2 separate regions of the Canis lupus genome follow, and region 1 is linked to region 2. Evidence: chromatin contacts called from public Hi-C data. All regions are on one chromosome and are shown on one strand. The core of a region is the stretch at or near the end of the contact, and the rest is flanking DNA. Distances in the headings are between cores, read along the strand shown.

Region 1 (6,933 bases), core at 2,626-5,125, 120 kb after region 2:
AATACAATTGAGTCTCTCTACCTTGATCTTTGAGATTTTGGAAAGGGCTTAGGAAACAAAGGAAGGAAGTCCACTATGTGAACATCAAATAATACGCACCAGTTTTTAAAACCGTAGCAAAGACTTTGTGTTTCACCAAGCTCTACTCAAGCACAGAGAGAAAATGTAGTTACCCGTGACAGGGTATTATAATAATGCCAAAGAACCAATTCCTGTCTCCATAATGGGAAGTTACATGTCAAGGTAAAATAACTCCAAGTCTTCTATATTTTAGGACTAATAACTTTGATCGCTATTTTTAAGAGATATCATTTTCTACTTTTTAAGAAACTGAAAATTACATTTGCTCTTCTCCAATCAATTCTCTTTTTTAGCCCATGCCTAGATTACAAAAAAAAAAAAAAAGTAAGCAAAACTGCAATAACTTTACCTGGATTCTTAAGCAGAATACAAAGTGTTTCAACGTTCTCATAGGGCATACCAGTTTACTATGGTTTACTACTTTAAGGAAATAAGCCTGGCTTCACCGGCAATGGGGATGAGTAGTGATGAAATTCAGCTTGGGCGAATTTTCAGTGTCCATTGTCATTGTTACATGCTCCCACAACATACTATATCTGTCTTTCAAAATATTTACCTGTTCATAATTATGTACTTATATGATAATATTGTTAATGTCCTTCTCCCCAACATGACGGTAAGGTCCAAGAGAACAAGGCTAAGATCTTTTTTTTTTTCCTACCTGTTATATTTCGGCACCCACTGACTGGGTGCCTAGAATGTAGTAAGTGTGCAAAAACACTTTCATGGAAATAAATAAATAAATAATTTCAGCAAGTCCTTAGGAATGGACAGGTATCAGTCACCTTGGTATGTCCTATGTAATGAAATTCTACAAAAAAAGGTATTGTTGAACAGTTAACTGATTACACCACATTTTCAGAATGCCCATTTTCCCTGATATCTTGTTGCCAGAGGCTGGTTTCAAGCTTTCTCTGATAACCACAGAATGACAGCCCTTTTGCATACTTATATTAAGAGCATTCTATTAAATATTTTGAGTTTTATAGTTTATCTTTAGAAGTCCATCTGAAAATTTAGAATGGCAGCAACAAAACTCCTTAGAAGCGTATTCCCTAATCTGTTACACCAGTAAGATGAGAAAAAGTGGTTTTTTTTTCAGCCCTTTCCCTTCACACAGTATGAACATCAAAAAGATAAATCAACTGGCAGTATAGTAGGAGTAAGTGGTTCTCAAACTTGAGTGTGCATCAGAATCCCATGGAGGACTTAAAACACAGATCACTAGACAACCCCACAGAGTGTGATTCTATAGGTCTGGTGTGCGAGCCTGAGAATTTGTATTTCTCACAGGTGCCCAGATGTTGCTGATGCTGCTGGTCCGGGGATCACACTTTGAGAACAAGTATGGCAGTTGCTGGAGGGGAATCTTGCTAAAATTAGGTTCAATACCAGCCACATTCTTGGTTGAAATAGTCTCTTTAGAGAAAATTATAAATGGTTGGTGGAGAGGATGAATTAGCAGAAAGGGCTACATAACATAGATTATGCAATACATTATTAAAAAATTAATCAGCTTGCTTTATTACTCTTTGGTTGGTAGGGGTTTTTCCCCACCAAATATGCTTCTTCAGGAATTTTCTTGTTTCATTTTTTTATAACTAAAATTTGAGGGATCCCTGGGTGGCGCAGCGGTTTGGCGCCTGCCTTTGGCCCAGGGCGCGATCCTGGAGACCCCGGATCGAATCCCACATCGGGCTCCCGGTGCATGGAGCCTGCTTCTCCCTCTGCCTATGTCTCTGCCTCTCTCTCTCTCTGTGACTATCATGAATAAATAAATAAAATCTTAAAAAAAAAATAAAATAAAATAAAATTTGAGGTGGGGGGTGCGGTGTACGAGACAGAAATCTCGGAGTTATTTTTGTTCTCAGTAAAAATCACCTCCCTGTCCCTCAGCTCCTCAAGCAGGTCACTCATTCCTTTTAGTCATCATCTGTAAAAATGGATACAACAGTACCTATCTCAGTGACTTCCTGTGAAGATTAAATGAGACCCTAAACAGAGAAAACTCAGCACTGAAAAACAGTTTTTAAATGGTAGCTGCTATGTTTTTACTAATTTCTTCACTCACTCGAGGAAATAAAGTCCAATGATTAGGGGACCTGTGACTGAAACCACCTCCATCTCTAACACGTTAATTGGCCACAGCAATAACCCTAAATCATAAAGGGAAGGCTCAGTTATGTTCTCCGTATTCTCCTTACTGTGGCACAGATTTGGAAATTTTGGCACCGGGCACCAGGACAGCATTCTCCCCAAATCTCACACACACACACACAAAAGAACTACCTGGAGAACTACTTAAAAATACAGGTTCCTGGGGCACCTCGGTGGTTCTGCGGCTGAGTGTCTGCCTTTGGCTCGGGGCGTGATCCGGGGGTCCCGGGATCGAGTCCCACGTCAGGCTCCCTGCATGGAGCCTGCTTCTCCCTCTGCTTGTGTCTCTGCCTCCCTGGGCCTCTCATGAATAAATAAAATCTTAAAAAAAATAAAAAAAAATAAAACAGGTTCCTGAGCTCCACCCCAGACCGACCAAAAGCACCTGCAGCGGAGCAGGGGAGCCGCCTGGGAATCTTTCAAAATAATCACTCCAGGTGATTTCTCTGGTCAGCAAGTCTGGGGAAACACAGAAGGGACCTGTGTCGCTCCGTTCTAACGGCGGCTCCTGTAAGCCCTTAAACATCACTTGTACTTTTCAGTAGGGCCACTGCTGACGACCAAAGTTCAGAAGCACTTTCTGTCTTAGTAACTCTGTTCTTTTGAGCTGAAGTCCCCGGGAGGGATCAGCTGTGAGGAGGGTGTTTTGCTGCTGCTGCTGCTGCTGCTGCGGAAGGAGCCCCGGGCCGGCCTGCGCCTCACTCCTCCACGGCCTGATCCCTCCCGGCCGTTGAACTTCCTCCTGCAACTGTGCCCCGGTCCTGGGCTCTGCCTCAGGTCTAGCTTGTTTGTCCCGCAGCTCCAAATGTCTTGAGCAGAACATTGGGTGCTTTCCTAGTTCACGACGCTTTGCTGGAATAGTCGATTTCCAGGGATTTTACAGGCTGGCCAAAACAGTTTGTTCCGAACAACCACGCCGGGGCCGCCCGGGCCAGCCGCCTGGCAGCCAGTCGGCCGAGCGCTTCCTGACTCGGCACCACCACCCGTGACCTTGGGCGGGCCACGAGCGCCGCCTGCCCCGCGGCTGCCCGGCGGCGACCGGGCCTCCGGCGCGCGGGGCGGGGGGGACCCTCGAGCGCCCGAAGGGGCTTCAGGGCAACGGGGCCGGGGAGGCCTCGAAAGCTGGCGAGAGGAGAGGAGCTCTTTTCCTTTTCTCCAGGCAAACCTCTCCCACTCACTCCGGGGCGGGGGCGGGGGCGGGGGCGGGGAGGGGGAGGGGGCGGGCGGCGGTTAGGGGAGTGAGGAGGAAAAGGAAATGTCGGCCAAGGGCTCGAGACAAAGCGTGAGAACTCAGATGGCGAGAAGCGGGCTTGAGCGAGAAAATCGGAAGGAGGAAGGCTGAGGGCGGACAATCGGGTTAAAAATAGAAACGCGTTCTCCACAGGACTCGCTCCTCGCAGCTCCACCCCGGGGGCCGGCGGCCCCGCAGTGACTCGGCTCCGCGCGACGGGCGGCGGGGGCCGGGCTGGACTGGGCCCGGGGCCCGGGGGGCGGGGCGTCGGGCCCGCGACGTCACCGCGCTCCCCGTCGCCGCCGTCGGGGGTTTCGCTGACGCACAGGCCCCGCCCCCCTCCCTCTTCCCCTCACTGCCCGAGAGCCCGGCGGGGAGAGCGCGTCAGTCGGCCGGAGCGCGGGACCCGGGTGCACCTGGACTTGAGGCTCGCCCGCTCCCGGGAGCCACGCAACTTCCGCGGCCGTAGCCGAGGCGACGGAGAGCACCACCAGCGGGCCCTCGCGGCGCCCAGGCCTGCCCCCGCGCGTCCCGCTCTCCCTCGGAGTCGGCCCAACCCGCCGCCGGCGGAGGCGTGAGGCGACGACGGGCGAGTGCCGGCGAGCAGCGATAGCCGCCGCGGCCTCCGGTCCCCCCTCCGCCGCCTCCGCTGCCCCCCCTCGCTTCCCTCCTCCCACTTCCCGAGCTCCGGCGTGTCCCGGCCACGCTCGGTGCTACTGCAGGAACAAAGGAGGACCCCGCGGCGGCAGCGGCAGCGGCAGCGGCAGCGGCAGCGCCACCTCCGCCTCCGCCCCGCTCCCGGCCCGCGGCGGCCGCTCCGGGGCGCCCGGCTCGTCCCTCCCGGAGGCCTGGGCCCGGCCCCACCGCGCCGGCGTCGCGCGAGCCCGGCTCCTGCGCTCCTGCCCCCGCAGGGTGAGTGGTGCGGGGCGGGGGGAGGGCGCCCGGCGGCTCGTGCCGGGCCGGGGGGTGGGAGTGGGGGGCACCGGGCGGCCGCGGGCCCCTGGCGGAGCCTCCGGGGGCGGGGGGCCAGCCGGCCGGCTCAGGGAGCACAAAGACGGAGGCGTCATCCTGCCGTCGTGGCCCGAGGTCCGGCGCCCCCGGCCCGCCCGCACCGGCTCCCGCTCCGGCCGGAGAACAATGCCCGGCGTGTGGGCTCCGGGCCTCCTCCGCGGCCGCCCCGGCCGCCTTCGGCGCGGCGCCCGGCGTGGGCAGCCGGACCCGGAGAGACAAAGGGACCGCGGCGGCGGCCGCGCCCCCGGCCCCCTGCTCGCCGCACCCCCTCCCCCCCGCCCCCCAGGTCGCCGCCGCCGCCTCCGAGGAGCCGGTCCGAGCCGGTCGGAGCCGGGGGTCGGCGCGGGCCCGACCCGGCCTGCGGAGCTGCTGTTCTGCATGACTCAGTGGTTTTTGGAGGAGGCCCTGCTGCTGGGCTCTCCCGAGCCAGGCCTCGGCTTAGAGAGGGGCATGGGGGGACCGATGGGGTCCGGGGCTTGTTCGGAAATCCGCTGGAACGTGGCTGGGGGGATCTTCTGTCGTCGTGGTTTTAGTTTTGCCAGCGTCGCTGCGTTTTTCGCCCGAGATCCCTTCCATGAAGGAAATGGAGCACCTTCCCCTTTGTTTCGTGCATTTAGGCTGGTGAACGTGAAATTCTTGCTCGCTTTCCACGCACTCCGTGGAGCTGTGTTTTGAGGAAAGGCCCATGTTATTTTTATTGAATGCCTTCTCAGAATCTGGTCTAAGGACATTAGGATAAAGAAGTGTGTATATAGGTCACACAGCCCCTGGTTTTAAACCTGGCTTTGGGGTAATTTACAGACTTGGAAACAAACTTAAAACTTGATTTTAGGTTCCTTATTTTTTTAAAAGTAGGATTTTAGAATTTAATGGGTGAAAACGTTGCAATTTTTATCTTACAAGTTTTTTTTTTTTTTAATGTTTTCCCCCCAAAAAAATTTTTATTGTAGTTATTCTCTATTTTTTTATCTCAGGCCCGGTATTAAGCCTGGAAAGGAGACTTTAAAATTAATAAGAGTAAATCTTCCTTTTGGCAAAGAGAGAACAGATGCGGAGAGTAAGGACTTGCCCAAGGTCACTGGCTTTTAGTTAGAAGTGAAATAGAGACTGGAACTCCCGTCTCAAGTCCAAGTGAGTAGGCATTCTTACCATCTTCTAACCTATGCACCTGAAAACTAAATTCTATAGGTGCAAAAAGCCTTTGTTTTCTTCATATTTGAGGCTGGAGAGTTTTTCTATTACATGCCTAGGTTTTGGCTTTCTTTAAACTATGAGTTAGAGGAAGCCACAAACTGTAAAAATACACATTTCAGCTATACAAAGTATAAAAATAAACATTTCCTCTGTACCTGATAGAGCTGACCCAGGAATGCACAAGTTTCTAACAACAAAACTTTAAGGTACTAAATAGTAATGATGATTGTTTTTTTTCTAAAATGTTACCAAGCAGGAGGGAAACAGCACCTAATGGCAAACTATCCTCTCCCCCAAATTGCTGCTAAGCCAAAGGATTTAAACATCAGGATTTTTTTCTGCCTGGGTGCTAGTTTTACTGTGCTCGGTTTTTATAAACAACCCTGACCGTTTTGGCTTCGTGAGCGATTAATGATGCATCTTCTTAGTTGAATTTGAGAGATTGTTCGCTGGCCCTCCCTACGTTAAGAAGAAAAAGAAAATTGTAGCAGCCTTAATGGTATATCTTTTTGTTTTGTTTCCCACAATATTAGATCTATGAACGCAGCATCCTTAGTTCTTGAGGTTGTGTAGGAGTTGGCAAGCTCTAAGATATAAATAGAAGCTGATTTCAGAGGCCCCTGTTGACTAGGCTTTATGTGAGAGCCTCCATCCAGCTCAGCCTGTCACATTGCAGCCTTGTGACAGGCTGAAGCGCTTGCCCATGTGATCTAAGCTTCTGAGAAATATTAAGGCAAGCTTTGCACATATGATGGTGTTCAAAAGCTGGCTTTCTAAGGGGGGAAAAGTCTACAAGATGGGAAGCTGTGGAAAATGATGTCTTGGGGTCTCTTGTGTCTCCCTTGCAGGCTATTTATAGTGAATTGAAAGTAGTTGTGTTTTCTGAAGAAGGAAAGGTGGGATACTTGACAAGTCCAAGTGGGTAAAATCATTGATGAGATTCCCTCCCTCTTTTTTTGTAAAAAAGATTGTAAGACTTGGATTCACTAATGTTAACATGGGATGACTCTAAAACTTAGACCGATTTGCTCTTATAAAGCCACTGTCAGATGACTCTGGAGGTTAGTATAGAAACTGAACTAGCAGAATTCTTAAACTGGCTTCAAGGAATGAACTTTGTGCATAGGGCTGATTCCCACACATTTGGGTGGGGGGCATGCAAATAAATGCATACGTAATTTTATTATTTGAAGCATTTTTGCCCGTATTAAAAAATTTTAAAACCCAGCTGAAAATGTTTATTAATAAACTTCATAAGT
Region 2 (6,609 bases), core at 2,749-5,248:
GTAAACCTTCTGTTAATATGTCATGGGCTCTTTCCAGAAATTATTCTGGCCCAAGGACCTTCTGAAACACAACTGAGTTCTCATCATCCTAAAAAGGAAAGAATGTGGTGTGAAGGCAGAGGTTGCTTCATCAACTTTCTTTACCTCTTCCCAAGTTTTACTAAAAAGATCTTTATTCATTTCTATATAGCAATCCCCAACATTGATAGGATGATAACAATATGCTGAGTTTTATATGCATTAAAACCACTTTATGAGATGGATATTAGTAATATCCTTATCTTACGGCTAAGGAAATGGAGGTTTCTTGACGTTTTAACTTCCTCCAAAGTCACACAACTAGTGACTGATAAGGGAAGGATTTGTGTATGTGCTGATGAAGCAATCATGTAAGGGAAGGATTTGAACCCAAGTCTGAGCCAGAGTGAACCTGAACCAGAGTTCTTAGCCACTAAACTAGACTACCATTCATCTTTCCTTATATCCCTGTTCCTGTCCTCTAGTTACTTCTGGCTTCCAGCTGTTCTCAATGAAAGTGATTTGCAATTTTCTGCTATGGGATTAGAATTCTAGAATTTGTTAGAAGATGGTGCAGGGAGTTGAAAAGGAAGGAAGAGGATGAGAAAAAAATAATAAGCTTTTCTCTCAGAAGAGAAGTCTCTGGACTTACACATTAAGCAACTAAAACCTATACAGTCAGAATAATAAAACCAGGGCTGACAAGCATACTCTTTACATATGCCTCGGTGCCTTGCACAGGGTAGGTGCAGAATGAATGTTTGTTGAATTAAATGTGGAACCAAACGAGTTCTAAAGGCCCCAAGGGGATCTGATTAAGGGTATGAGCATCATTAGATGTGAGGAGTGTTCAGAAAATATGGATATATTATTTACAATAGTGAATACAAACTGCCCACGACAGGTATTTTGAAGTCTTGAGTTGTTCACAATGCTAGCAAAAATTCCTACATAACTATTCAAACTGTGGTCAGGATAAAAAAATGTTAGTGAATGTAACATGCTTTATAAGCTTACTTTTCTCTAAATCAGAAACATTCTAAATTAGCTTAGGAATTTGTGATTCTAGGCTAATTTACAACAAGTACCCACTTATTTCTGCTATTCAGTGTCTTAAATATAAAGCAAGCTATGTCTTCTTCAAAAACATAGTCTTTAACATTGTTTCCTGAATTTAGAATGTTTAAAAATATACTAAAACCAAAATGGGCTATGGATTCCCACATGTCACAGTAAACTCACTCAGATCTAGAATCTTCCTCCTATAATGGAAAGCTCTAAAACTCTCCCCCATTCAAGTAGTCCTCATCGTATATGACAAAACAGGAGATCACATTTACCAACACAAATAATGAACCACTTAATTTTCCTGGCAAGACACATTCCCACTGTCACACACACACACACACACACACACACAAATGGTCTTAGAAATGAGAATCTACGCATAAGTTCTCAACTTCAAAACATTTTTATCTTGGCACAAATCATTATAGCAATATGATAAAAGAATAGACTCGTGAAATGAAATCTATTTTTCAGCAATCAACACCTATGATGGCAAAGGGCTAAGATGATGACAAATCTTAGAACAGATGGTCATGTACCATCCAAATGAGCATATGAGAAAGGGCTCCTCAAGGAAGTGGGGCTGACATGGGAAAGAGGAGTCACTTATAAGGGTGCCTAGTAGCTCTATTTTTAATTTTTAATTCATGAATCTGAATGTTTAACAGATTCTTTACTTCTTTGCTTAAACACCCAACAGTCCCCATCATCCACAATATAAAATTTAGCTGCCTTACCATAGCTCTCTGTGATGTGACTGAAGTTCATGTCTCTAAGCTTAACCCTTAGCATTCCCCAAAATTCTTGTCGTACTAGCTTCAGGGCTTTCTGAATAGCCCATGGGAAAACTGCAAGATTTCCATTTGGGGACTAAAGAAATCTGTCTATGCATCTTTGCTTTTATACGCAGTTTCCCCTAACTGAAATATTCCTTCCTTACCCGACTCACCTTCCAAATCCAGACCAAGAGAGTCCTTCTTTGAGAAGCTGTCTCAAACCACTTTACTAAATGCAATCACTCCCTCTTTCCTCAGTATCACACAGTATTGCCATCACATTATTATTTTAGATTTTATTATTTTTCATCTCTCTTTCCTCAATGTGGAGCTCAAACTCACGACCCCAAGATTAAGAGTCACACGCTCTACCACTGAGTCAGCCAGGTGCCCACTATTATGTTATTTACTGTAGCTATTTGTTCCCTTTTAAGTTGGGGAATCCTTTATGGCAGAGTCTATGTCTTAATTATCTTAGTATCTTAGGCCCTAGCACAGTTTCAGGCATGTGGTAGATGTCTGATCAATGTTAACTGTTGCATTGCTATGGAATACTAAGTAGACATATGCTATATAGCTAAGTAGACAATAGCTATAATTTTTATTTAAAATTATCTTCTTACAATGCCTATGTATAATTTCCTTGCACTGTATTTTTGCCTCACATCAAATGTCCTAGCTTTTTCTACTGGGTATAGTCTCTCTTATAAGTATTCACCTGGCTTTATTGTACACTGCCATGATGGCTAGCAAAAGAACACAATCCATGGAAAAATCTTATTTCACTAAAGAAGAGAGCTGTCCAAAAGTTATAGAATCAGTGTGTTGCGTGTGTTACACTCATGCTACTGCATAATTTGGAATGGAGGCATGAGCTAAAATTAAATTTGAGTCAGATCTTGGTTATCCAGACCTGTCCTTCCAAGATTTTATAAAACTACTGATAAAATGATCATGAATAGCATTCATCCAAATGTCTCATGGCTTTTTTAGCTTATAGATACAAAGAATTTCACATGGTCAGTTACACTTGGACATGCTGGGGAAGGAATTTCAGACCCGTTCAGAGTATTCCTTTCTCCCCACATTGTCTGGTGGGCCAGAATCTCTCAGGAGGGTCTTAGAAGTCACTCCTGGTCATTGCACAGTGATCCCCCACGTTGGCCACACTGTTGGCCACTCACCTGGAATTCTGCAGACTGTGCTCATCTCATGTTTTTTTGTCACCTTGAGATTGTCCACAGCCAGTAAGAGAGTGGCAGGTGAAATAATATGTCCTGTTTGTTATGCCCTTGTTGGGGACTCAGAAATACTGGGTGGTAATGGGCAGAAGTGAAGAACAGCAGGGACCTCAGGCTTAGGGTCACAAGGATGGTAGGGCAGGTGTTTTTTTCTTTTCTTTCTCCTTCAACTGACGCACAGGGTGGTTTTCTCTAGAACTGATTTATAGTATCAGCTGCTACACTTTAACACCTCTTTCACTCCCGTGGACCTTCCAACCTTTGGCCTGCGCCTGAGTTTGACTTGTTCAGCAGAACATTTTCCTTATAGTGAATTCCTTATCAGGGACTCCGCCTGCTTTCATAAAACTTGCCACCTTGTGGTCGCATCTCCAACACAGGCACACTCCAAACTCTGACCTCAAATCCACCAGACCCATGAAATCTGACCAGCAATTGAGAACTACACTTACGTTGTTTATTTTTTTCTTTCAGGAAGTTTCTCAATACCCTTTTGGGATCTGTAATTACAAAGATATACTACTAGGGAAGAGGAAGAAGAGTGTCATCTAAGTTCATGGCACCAAAGAACCCAAAACTCAGACTTGAATCAGAGATGACTCCCTCATGACAGCAACTATCATTATAAGAAATACTTTAGTTATTGGCATTTGAAGCTTTGGGGAAATCCAAGATCACTCAATTCAAACTGATAGAGTGAGTATTGATAAAAATGCTGCCCATAAAACATGGCTGGAATTTGAACTAGATAGTCATTGAAAAATTAAATGGTAGGAAACACATTTGTTTTTCTTTATGTAGTGAAACCCAATTCTCTTTTACTTGGCACATCTGATTGACATAATATAGTTATTACAGGAACCTCCCTTTTTCTGATGGTCGGCTTTGGTTGAGCAATTTCCTTCTGCAGCTGTGCTACAAGTCAGGTTTGACAATGATGCAACATACTGCCTACACCAAGGTTTTAAATTCAAGCACTCATTTTAATGCCGGTTACACCAATAAGATTTCATTGAAGATAAAAATAGTTTGCGGAATTTTTATAACTCCATAGGTCAGAAAGAGTAGAGTGTGTACAGTTTCCAAATTAGGGAGAGGCTATTGACCGCTCTGCTTTGAATTCTCTGGTCTCCCAATGTCACGGTGGCTCGGCTTGGCTCTGAACAAAGCATTGGACAAAGGTCAGATATTTCAGATGACTGAATGTGGAAAAAGTAGTAAGGTAATTTCCTAGAAAATGTATCTAAAATATTATTCATTATACAGTTTGTGAATCTCCAGTGATTGAATTATTTATTTTGTATGGTTACACTTTGATATTACAGGTCAGATCAAAATGGCATTTGAGAACTATAGAAGGCCAGTTGCCCTAAATGTATATGTATTATCTTCTACTCTAAATGCTTCCAGATATTGCATCGCAGTTATGTGAGGTAAAGCTGGTTGCAGTTTTTTATTTGTTTGATCCTCTTTGACCTTCAAGGTCACACCCTTTTACCCTGACGTTAACTACCCTCCCAGATCAAAAACCCTGCAAAGCACATACCAACTTTTGTCTTAGGGGAAGAGTATATGGCATTTGATTTTGTCCTAGTAGCTGAGTAAATCTACCCAAATCCTGGCAAACAGAAGTTTTCCTTGGGATGGAGGTGGCCTTATCCCCGCAAGGATTCCAGCCCAACCTAGGCTCCTGAATACGGCAGTTATACTTTGGAGAACAGTCACTGAGCATGAAATTGTGAACTAAAATGTGCCATTCCTCTATATGATATTGTGATTTAGAATGGAATATATATATTTTTAATAATAAATTTATTTTTTATTGGTGTTCAATTTGCCAACATACAGAATAACACCCAATGCTCATCCTGTCAAGTGCCCACCTCAGTGCCCATCACCCATTCACCCCCACACCCCCGCCCTCCTCCCCTTCCACCACCCCTAGTTCGTTTCCCAGAGTTAGGAGTCTTCATGTTCCGTCTCCCTTTCTGATATTTCCTACCCATTTCTTCTCCCTTCCCTTCTATTCTCTTTCACTATTATTTATATTCCCCAAATGAATGAGACCATATAATGTTTTGATATTTCCCATTTCTAGTACAGAAATTCTAAAGCCCTTGGAATTTCCTAAATGGTGAGGGACACCAGGTATCTTTTGTTATGTTAATGAGGCAACTCTGAGAATGCCCCAAGGTCGCCAAAAAATGAAGTTTGGTCCCCAGGGCAACAAACCCCATAATTGGAGGGTGGGATATTTCAGGCCCACCTCACTGACCTCCAAGGGCTTGAAGGAATTAGAAACTGAATCAGTCGCTGAAGGCCAATGATTTAACCTAGCAATTCTATGGAATGAAGCCTCCATTAAAACCCAAAGGGCTACCTGGGAGATCTATCTGGGTGGTGAACATTTGGATTTTTGAGGAGAGTGGTGCCTTCAGAGAGAACATGGAAGATTTGCACCCTTTCCCCATACCTTGCCCTATGCATTTCTTCCAGCTGGATGTTCCTGAGTTATAACCTTTTACAATAAACCAATAATCTAGTAAGTAAAATGTTTCTCTGAGTTCTGTGAGCTGCTCAAGCAAATCACTGGAACCCAAGGAGGGGGATGTGGATACATCCAATCTATAGCCAGTCAGAAGTACAAGTGACAACCTGGACTTGCATCTGGTGTCTGCAGTGGAGGAGGAGTGCGGTGGAGGAGGAGCAGTCTTGTGGGGCTGAGCTTTTCCCACAAGTAATCTGATGTATTATCTGGGTAGATAGTGTTAAAATTGAGTTAAACTGTAAAACACCCAGCTGACTTCAGAGAATTATTTAGTAGCGTGGGGAAACCCCTCACACACATATTGGAATTAGGAATAGAACCCTTTTATCCAACTCCCCAGAATGAGGCCAAAGTTATAGAGAATCCAGACCATCCCAGCAGCGATGTAGCATTTATAAACTGTACAGGATCAATTTTCATCCCTGATGTTAAATAGCAAGAGGCAATAGCAGTCAGATCTCACATCATGATGGTCACCACCATCACCATCTTTAAGTGAGATTCTTAGACTATTGAGGGGAAGAAGAGTCCCAAGAAGAAATAAGATTCTTAGAGGGGGTCAGAATAGGAAAGCTTAAGAGTCTCACACATAAAATCAAGTACATCAGAGGACCATGGTTAGCCAAAGAGCTAAGAGAGCTGCATTTACATTACAATTCAGAATATAAATATCTTCTCCGATAACTTTTAATTAAACTTTTGTAATGCTTGACTTTTTTTGCCATGTAAATAAAATCCAGCCACTAACCAACAAAGTAGAAGACTGGGGGTAGGACAGGACACAGAAACAAAAATAACTTGTTTTTCGAGCTTTACCTCTCTTAACAAGACCAGAAAATAGTAGAGTGGTGACCTTGGTTAAGACTGAAATGTTTTAAAAGTGAAAATCACCAAAAACACAGCCACAGCCCATGTAAGAATACAGACACACACACACACACACACACACACACACACA

The links. Hi-C and Micro-C count contacts between places; a contact is called where the count stands out from the background.
Region 1: a Hi-C map of blood shows a contact between it and region 2, with 3 times the contacts expected there. The contact joins the promoter of ZFAND5 here to the enhancer-like site in region 2. A contact is called at or near these places in 2 of 9 Hi-C or Micro-C datasets (blood and liver).

The regions. Positions count from the first base shown.
Region 1 is chr1:86,089,647-86,096,579 of UU_Cfam_GSD_1.0, forward strand. ZFAND5 (AN1-type zinc finger protein 5) reads left to right here and starts at 3,876. Exons shown (of 6, transcript XM_038527078.1): 1 at 3,876-4,381. It overlaps LOC106559434 (a long non-coding RNA gene), which reads right to left and starts at 3,259. Exons shown (of 6, transcript XR_005354173.1): 1 at 2,371-3,259.
Region 2 is chr1:85,970,908-85,977,516 of UU_Cfam_GSD_1.0, forward strand. No RefSeq gene overlaps it. Among named protein-coding and RNA genes, the nearest start is that of ZFAND5, 120 kb to the right of the region's middle. Within about 2 kb of position 3,999, at least 4 of the 20 cell types and tissues checked have an H3K27ac peak or open chromatin away from gene starts, as enhancers often do. A contact at or near this core is called in blood, where this site is marked.